3 separate regions of the Mus musculus genome follow, and regions 1 and 2 are each linked to region 3. Evidence: chromatin contacts called from public Hi-C and Micro-C data. All regions are on one chromosome and are shown on one strand. The core of a region is the stretch at or near the end of the contact, and the rest is flanking DNA. Distances in the headings are between cores, read along the strand shown.

What was found. Hi-C and Micro-C count contacts between places; a contact is called where the count stands out from the background.
Region 1: a Micro-C map of muscle stem cells shows a contact between it and region 3, with 3 times the contacts expected there. The contact joins two enhancer-like sites. A contact is called at or near these places in 1 of 39 promoter capture datasets (pre-B cells), 6 of 484 Hi-C or Micro-C datasets (LSK cells, granulosa cells, muscle stem cells and 2 more), 1 of 115 datasets of contacts at active chromatin or transcription factors (fibro-adipogenic progenitors) and 2 of 9 other capture datasets (adipose tissue and pancreatic islet).
Region 2: a contact with region 3 is called in a Hi-C map of muscle stem cells, with 2.4 times the contacts expected there. The contact joins two enhancer-like sites. A contact is called at or near these places in 1 of 39 promoter capture datasets (stem cell-derived epiblast-like cells), 1 of 484 Hi-C or Micro-C datasets (muscle stem cells) and 2 of 115 datasets of contacts at active chromatin or transcription factors (fibro-adipogenic progenitors and large pre-B cells).

The regions. Positions count from the first base shown.
Region 1 is chr10:4,620,191-4,622,890 of GRCm38.p6, forward strand. It overlaps a transcript of Esr1 not described here. Among named protein-coding and RNA genes, the nearest start is that of Esr1, 89 kb to the right of the region's middle. Within about 2 kb of position 1,446, at least 113 of the 459 cell types and tissues checked have an H3K27ac peak or open chromatin away from gene starts, as enhancers often do. A contact at or near this core is called in adipose tissue, fibro-adipogenic progenitors, granulosa cells and 1 more, where this site is marked.
Region 2 is chr10:4,982,704-4,985,403 of GRCm38.p6, forward strand. The region is part of intron 7 of Esr1 (estrogen receptor 1 (alpha)); the gene reads left to right. Among named protein-coding and RNA genes, the nearest start is that of Esr1, 270 kb to the left of the region's middle. Within about 2 kb of position 1,423, at least 8 of the 459 cell types and tissues checked have an H3K27ac peak or open chromatin away from gene starts, as enhancers often do. A contact at or near this core is called in muscle stem cells, where this site is marked.
Region 3 is chr10:4,774,319-4,777,018 of GRCm38.p6, forward strand. All of the region lies in intron 3 of Esr1 (estrogen receptor 1 (alpha)), which reads left to right. Among named protein-coding and RNA genes, the nearest start is that of Esr1, 66 kb to the left of the region's middle. Within about 2 kb of position 1,338, at least 51 of the 459 cell types and tissues checked have an H3K27ac peak or open chromatin away from gene starts, as enhancers often do. A contact at or near this core is called in adipose tissue, fibro-adipogenic progenitors, granulosa cells and 1 more, where this site is marked.

The sequences.
Region 1 (2,700 bases), core at 196-2,695, 150 kb before region 3:
TTCCTCCTTCTGTTCTCTCCCTTCTTCCCACCCCTTCCCCTACAATTTTCCTTCCCAGATATATATCGAATCCAGGGTCTGGCATCCTGATGGAGGTTGCTCTACCACAGAGCCACGCCCCCTTCAGGCTTGGCTGAAGCATCTTTACCTGCTATCAGGGAGACTCACCGCCTTGCTTACAATACAGACTGCCTGCCCTAAATAGAGATCCCTACCCTCAGTGTTTTTTTTTTTTTAAAGCTTTTAAATTGTATTTTTCTCTCTCACAGCTTTGCAATAGCTGTTAGTAAGCAAAAAAAACATTCCCTTCTTCGACGTTATGACCCTTTTCTTCTACTGCTAATTGAATGGCGTTGATAAGGAGCAACATGTGAATTCATGTTTAACCCTAAAATGGGGAGCAGACGTATGTATTTCCAGTTGCTACTTAATAATGGCCTTTCAGTAATTAAGAGCCTTCTCCTCTGAACGTAATTATTCAAAGGGACAGTGGAAGCTTTGTAAAAGAATGTATGCCCATGTAAGCAGGCGAAAAGTCATTTCACATGTATTGTGGACACCAGTCGTAACATGTTTTACTTAAAAGTTAGAACTGAAAAGGTCTTACTGACTTCCAAATCCATTTCTCACTTCCTCCATTGAGCATTTTGAACCAGCTCACAGCCCTTTTGGAAAGCCAGGTCTCTGTTACTACAAATGTCCACATTGTCTGCCCTGCCAGCTGCGTTCGTTAGCAGTTTTCTCCAGTAGCAGGCCATGTGATATAAAATATCGAACGTCCTCTGGCTTGTAAATATCATGTTAACCTTCAAAGCGTTCGAAAGCGCAGGAAATCTGAGTCAACAGAATAGTATGTAAGTTTATTTTTATAGAACCTGCCTGAACTGCAAGGGAGGGGCGGGGCGTGGACCCAGGCCTGCCTGCCAATCTGCGCTGCCAGTGAACTAAGCCTGATCCCACTGAGAGCCAGGCCAGCGGGCTTCGGTCAACTTGCTGACTTCCTACTTGCAGAACTGGGCAGTTCCGGGGAAGCACTTTCAGGAAATCTTCCGTTGACACCGTGTCTGTCCAACTGTGTAGGAAATGAAGGGTTCTAGCAAAGTTTTTACTCAGTGACTAATCAAAATATTAGATAATTTTGCTAAGCTGGAGCTTAGTCACTATCCTCAGAAGTGCTGTGGGACTTGTCCGGCAAGTCTTCAGGTCTATCTGATCAACCGTCCTCAGGCACAAGGGACCTTCTTAGCCCCTGCCTGGAAGGACGTGGCCGACCCCGGGCTGTTTAGGAGCACATACCCACTCCCCCACACCCCCAGCTCCTCTGGCTTATTAGTTTAGACAGTTAGGGTTCTAATCCCACTATGAGGAGTCTGAGCAGTGGTGAATCTGCCCTCCCGAAACCTCTGTGGCCTTGTGGGGATGGCTGCCGGTTGGCGTTTCCAGGAAGACAGCGCCTGCAGCTATTTGCCAACTCCATGTTGGCAGCTGGTTTGATTCCTCTTTTGGATAGCAAGAACAGCATGATGAAGAAAAGGCAAAGGGGAGGGCTTGGCAAACAACGTGTCCTTCATCTTGATGGGGATTGCAATGTGCAAAGTAGGTTGCCAGCCATACTGTTTCCAGTACAGTTTCCTTCCCCCCCTCTCCTCCCCATGTCCCTCCCCCTTTCTCTCTCTCTCCCTTTTCCTCTCTTCTTCTCCCCTCTTTCTCATCTCTGTCCCTCTCCCCCTCCCTCTCCTCTCTTCCTCTCTCCCTTTCCCCTCTCTTCCTCCTTTCTCCCTTCTCTCCTCCCTCCCTCCCTCCCTCCCTCCCTCCCTCCCTCCCTCCCTCCCTCCCTCCCTCCTGTGTGTGTGTGTGTGTGTGTGTAGTCTATGAACATGTCTGTATGGATATGTGTGTCAGTACCATACCTATGCATGAGGAGGTCATCTTAGTTTTTGAGAGGAAGTCTCTCACTGAATATGCATCTCACTGTAATGGTTAGAATGACTGACCAATGGGCTCCAGGGGCCAGGCCACCTCTGCTTCTTAGTGCTGAGATTGCAGACTCTGCACACATCCTTTGTGGGTGTTGGAGATGAGAACTCATGTCCTGTGTGACAAGGCCTTTAGCCGCAAAGCCATCTTCCCTGCCCTGTAGTTGTGTGTTTCTATGCACGTGACAGTCTCTGCAACGACTTCTATTTTTCTTCTAACTTTTTTTTCTACTTTTGAAGTCCTGGATTCAAAATTGATTAATTCCAGAAAGTGGGGTTGTTGCTAGGATTTTGATACAAGTCTGAAAATCAACCAACCAACCAACCACCAACCAACCAACCAACCAACCAACCACCAACCAACCAACCAACCAACCAACAACCAACCAACAACCAACCAACCAACCAACCACCAACCAACCAACTGACCAAAACCCACCAGGACTTGGGATACCATTGAACGCATCTCCCCGAATAACTGCCATTTCTCTTCTGTCACCAGAATCATCCCTCTTCGTGTTTGTTGGGGCTAAAAAATAACCCAGATCTTCTCTCTCCCACTCTTGCGTGCATTTATCTGTTAATGCTAAATTCTATTCTTAAGTAGAAACTCTAAAGGGCTGAAAAATAACATTTGAAGTGTATGTCAATAGATTAGCATGGAGCCCACCTGTGGGTCTGCTTCCTCCCCACTCTTTTAAAGCCAGCTTCCTGTAGGTACAAG
Region 2 (2,700 bases), core at 173-2,672, 210 kb after region 3:
TATGGTTTTAATTTATAATTTCCTAAACTCATATGATACTAAACATATTTTTATAGGCCTGGTTGGTACCTGTAGTTCTTCTTTGGTGAGATGTATGTTAATATTTCTCATTCATTCTTAAATTAGGTGATTGTTTTTGTGGTTGAGTTTGAACACCTTTTTTATATATTTTGGAGAATAGTCCTTCATTAGATGTGTCTTTTGCGAATATTTTTCTCTCTCTAAGACTTGTCTTCTCAGATTTTGGAGTCTGGCAATTTTTATCCTTCCTTCTGCTGAAGCCAAGTTGTCTAGAAGTGTCTCAAGGCTACCTGAGATTGGCAGACAAAGTCAGTGTGCAGGGGTGCTGGTCTTTCCCTGGTGTTGTTCCTGCCTTTATCAAAGTAGAATAACTCAACAAAGTTTAAATGTGAGGGTTTCACATGAGGCTAACTTTATCTGTCTGTCTGTCTGTCTGTCTGTCTGTCTGTCTTTCTGTCTATATCTATCTATCTATCTACATATGTATGTATATATGTATGTATGTATGTATGTATGTATCTATCTATCTATCTATTGTTTATCTAACTAACTACTTATCTATCATCTAATCCTATATATCTCTGTCTGCCTAGCTATAGATATAGTCATATGGGGCTTTTTTGATTCTTTAAATAATTTCTAAACCATCAGATTAATTAATTTTAAATAGTTTTTTCTCTAGAATTTCATGCATACTTTCAGCAATATGTGATCAAATCTTTCCTATTAATTGCTACCCACATTCCCCTCAACCCAACCACCTTTAAACTTCCTCTTCTCTTCCTCTTCCTTCTCTTCTTCCTTCTCTTTTTTCTCCTCCCTCATTTCATCTTCCTCCTCCTTCCTGCTTCTCTTATTGGTGCTAATTCCCTAAGCCCAGTTAGTGCTGCTCAAATGGTTCCATAACCAAACTAACTGACCATAAGACATCTTTTAAACACAATTCTGAAATTCCACATCTCCATATATGGAATGTAATGTTAGCTTTATTCTCTTTAAGAAAACTTAAAATAAGCCAATCACACTCATGTGATGCCTGTGTACTGGGGTTTCTATGCTGTCGAATACTCACTTAAATGAAGGGTGGAAGTGAGACGCCTGAAGAAATACGCAACCCACAGCTCACTTGCCTCTTGGAAATCAGAAAATTTGATACTAGTTATAAAAAAGCAAAACAACAACAACAGCAAATCCCAGAAGGGACTGTCTGCTGTTTGGAGTATTCCTCAGGAAATAGAGGGAAGTTTTCCTAAGGATTTGCTCTTCAGGGGAATCAAACTGTCCAATTAGGACTTTTTTTTTCTTAGTTCTTGGTGTTGGTGACATTACAGATACTTGAGCAGGCTGCCCACTTCAGGATGACGTGGAAATGTCTGCATAAGTTTGTTATTCATTCTTAGTTCTTGAGTCAGCTTTTCTGAGTCAGAGACTAAGTCAGATGGACGCATGGTGATATTTTATGAGCACATCTATCCACAGTGACTTTTTACATTGATTCCCAGGGAAGAAGGGACATCCTCCCTCCCCAACCCACCCCTATTGTTGTTCCAGAAGATTTGAAATACTTAATGAATTTCATGCAATGAAAAGTAGTGAACTAATAGTTAACAAATATCATATAAAGGGAGAGTAATATGCAGAAATCACCAACTCTGTGAGCTATATCAGCACAAGAAAGTGTCTCTGTGCTGTACCTGAAATGAGCTGCAGGGTTGGCTCTAAAGTTCTAGGTCAAACCAAAGAGAAGTCATTCTATTGCAAGGTTCATAGGGATTTTAAAAAGGACAATATGCTAGTTACTCAACAGAACTTCTCTGAAGGCAAATCTCTACAAAAATGACTTCTTAATAATCAGGACTTGATGAAGATTGTACAACTTAGCCTCTATTCTCCCAAGGGAAACTGGAATTGCTAGTGTTTTCCAGGTAGGGAGTGATCTATGTAGATTCTGGTTTCCTTCCTGTGGCTGTGATAAAAACAAACAAACAAACAAACAAACAAACAAACAAAGGAACCCTCTGAGACAAACAGCAACTTAGAAGAGGAAATGTTTTCTTTGGCTTATATGCTCAGGTCATAATCCATCATTGAAGGAAGTTAGGATAGGAACTCACACACTCAAACAGGATCTTCAAGCAAAAGCCATGGAGAAATGCTGCTTGCTGGTTTGCTCATGTTTATGCTCAGCTGGTTTCTTATACAGCATAGGAACACTTGCCTAAGGATGTTGTCGCCCACAGTGGGTTGGAACCTCTTATGTCAATTAACAATCAAGACAATCCACCCTAGACCTTCAGTTGAGGCTTTTCTCTCAGACAACTCTGGGCTGTGTTGAGTTGACAAAACATGTATAGGACACTTTTATTTTCAGCTTGATGAATTTAGTGAAATCAGAAGGAATCCTATGCAAATTGTTGCCTGTACACCTATCCAACACTATGAACCTGTGTTGCTGTCAAAGCACCCACATGGCCTAGACCATGAAAACTGAACTATAGAACATGAAGTGGCCAGGGCCATCAGATCTTATCTGGTGGTTCAGAGCATCAGAAATTGAATTTCCAATCTGCTTCTTCTTGATCAGTTTTCTCCCTAAAACTCTGATGTGGATGGTCATGTGTGTAAAGGTTGCTGCTCTTGCAAAACCAATTAACCCCAAACATAATAGCTTAAAAAATG
Region 3 (2,700 bases), core at 88-2,587:
TCAAAAAGTCTTCTTGGGTGGTCTGGATGCCCAGGAGGGTATGTTCCAACGACAAGCCTGTGTTTCCTGGGTGACCATCACGTTTACTCTTTACCAGGCTTCTGGGCCACCACGACATACCTCACAGAAATTGTCTCTAGGCTTGAGGACTCTGCACACCACCCTGGCTGAAATTCACAGGCCAATCAACCCATGTTTCTTTATGCATCCTTTAACTCTCCAGTGGCCACAAGATGAACAAAAACTTTGCACGTGTTGACCACACCTGTTATTTCTTTTTCTTCTTTACTCTCTTGAAATTACTTGTAGAATTGAAGTATTATTTATTAAAAAGGAGGGGTTTTTTTCCATCCACAAGAGCATGGGGTAATCTTGAGGCTATTGTGCTAAGTGTTAAAGAAAGAAAAATGGACAAATTGATTTACTCCAATAGTCAGACACAATTGTTGAGGTTGAAAAAGTAGATTAGCCGGTCTCCTTATTTTTGAAGAGGTCGCAGTCAAGTGAAGAAAATCAGTAATGCCTGCACCATTGCTACAGATGTGCTAAAGAAGTCCCTATTTGTGGAATCTTAAATGCCCGACTTTCCTGTCCTTCCTTTTCATTGGAATGTCTATGCAGAGTTGTGCCTACAATAGAATTTCGGCGAGACTCTCAAAGATCGGTGAAATTCTTAGTTAGCACTTAGTAAATCAGGAATCCATTTTTTTTAAAGGGTCCCAGCAGTTTGAAGGACCTCCATATCTCCATACTCTGCACTAATCTGATCTCAGCCAACAATCTTTTCCTCTCTCCCTAAAGCATTAAAATGACCCTGAGCTGGAGCACAAGCTTATCTTTGACTGTGTGGAACCAGACCACGTGGCAGAACCTGCTCAGGGTCTCTGGGTTTTATCCTGTCTCTTAGATTGCAAGAACATTTTCTCTTCCTTCTCTCTCAGGAAGAGAATACTTTGAAATTCTTTCTACCAGTTCTGGCCATCAGGGTTTTATCTTTAAAGGAGTTGATGTGGTAAGAAAGCTTGGAGAACTTTCTGGAAGCAAAAAGTACAAAGAAGGAAGGCCAGGACATTTGGGGAATGCTGCCTGCCTTTGAATTAGTCACCCCGATGGTTACACCATCTCCTCCTTTGTTTCAATCTTATCTAACACTCATCTTTTTCTTTGTTCATCCCCCTACCCAGTCCTTCAGACCTTCTAAAATCTGGTCTTGGGGCAAGGCACCATGTTCTCAGGGTGTTCAAAACCCTGTGCTGGATATTATAGGAGCAGGAGGAGCCATTTCAGAAGGTCCTATTCTGGACTGCACACTAGCATTTCCTTGTGTGTAGAGCTAGGAGATGCATTGTTGAAAGCGACTCATTGTCTCCAGGGTACTGTGGTGAGGTGGTGGTCACTGATCCCATCATGCTTTGTCGCAGCTGTTGGCTTGATTCTGTGCCAGGTGCTTGAAACAACTGTGGCTTTGCAGATGGGCTACAGAGACTGGACCCAAAGGTATCACGTCAACATGTTCAGTCAATTGGGGTCTTATAAGGACAGAGAGAATTTCTTCTGACTTCACTTTTTATGAAGAAAAGGAGACTTTCCAGGGCTGTTGTCTTTCCTAGAATTCCTTCTTTCAAAACATCTTTGGGGAATATAATTGGATATTAGTAATACTTTCTGGTTCATTTAAAAAATAAAAGCAAAATGCAATTTATAGGTGGGTGTTGCTTCTGGTAAAATTAATTAAAAAGAACTCGTGTGAAAATAGAATTTGGGATGCATGATTAAGCATCCTGGATTTCTTTTTCTTTTTCTTTCTCTCTCTCTCTCTCTCTCTCTTTTTTCTTTTTGTGCATGCTGCTACGTACAGATGTGGTTGTGAAATAGTTCAAATCAGGGCCCACTGAATGTCCTCACTGGACTTTTAGGAATGTGTGCACTGAGGCAGCCAAATTTTATTTCATTTGGTTTGGCTCATTGCACTGGCTGTGAATCAGAAAGTATTCATTTTAATATCTGAGTGGAAATTTATTTACAAACACACGGCTACAGTTATTCTTTCAAAGGGCTTAAAGTTTTTGTTTAATTTCCTCAAAAATTTGCTTTCTAGTTTTTCTTTCCATCTGGAACTTGTGACAGAATATGTTGAAGAGGTTTTTCTAGAATAAAAAAATACATGTCCTGACGCACAGATAAATGTAATCTTTCGTGTGGTTTATCTTTCCTGTTTGGTGGCAACGACAGAGTTCAGAATTGGTCTGGAGATGATTACATTGCTGATTCTGAAATGCTTTTCAAAGATAAAGTGATTTATTTAGCTGTTACATTATTATTATAAGCATAATTTAATGCTTAAGTGTTCTGAGTTAATATTGAGTTCTTTCTTCTTAGCCAATCATGGCAGTATTCTAAAAAGAAAAAAAAATTAAAGAAAAACCCAAAGACCCACGAATGAGACAGATCTGCATTTTAATGATGGTTCTACCATCTATCAGCCAAGAGACCTTGAACAAGTTAGTCAGATCCCTGGCGTCTCAAGTTATGACTCTGTAATTGGAGCAACCCAGCTCATTGTTTGTGATATTGAGATGAGACACAGAGCTGAACCCACCAAGCACATTGCTAGTTTATGAGAAGCCCATGGCGTATGCTGCTAGTTAGTCAGTCCTTGGCCACAGAGATTGTCACATAGAACTGAATCAGAATAGGATC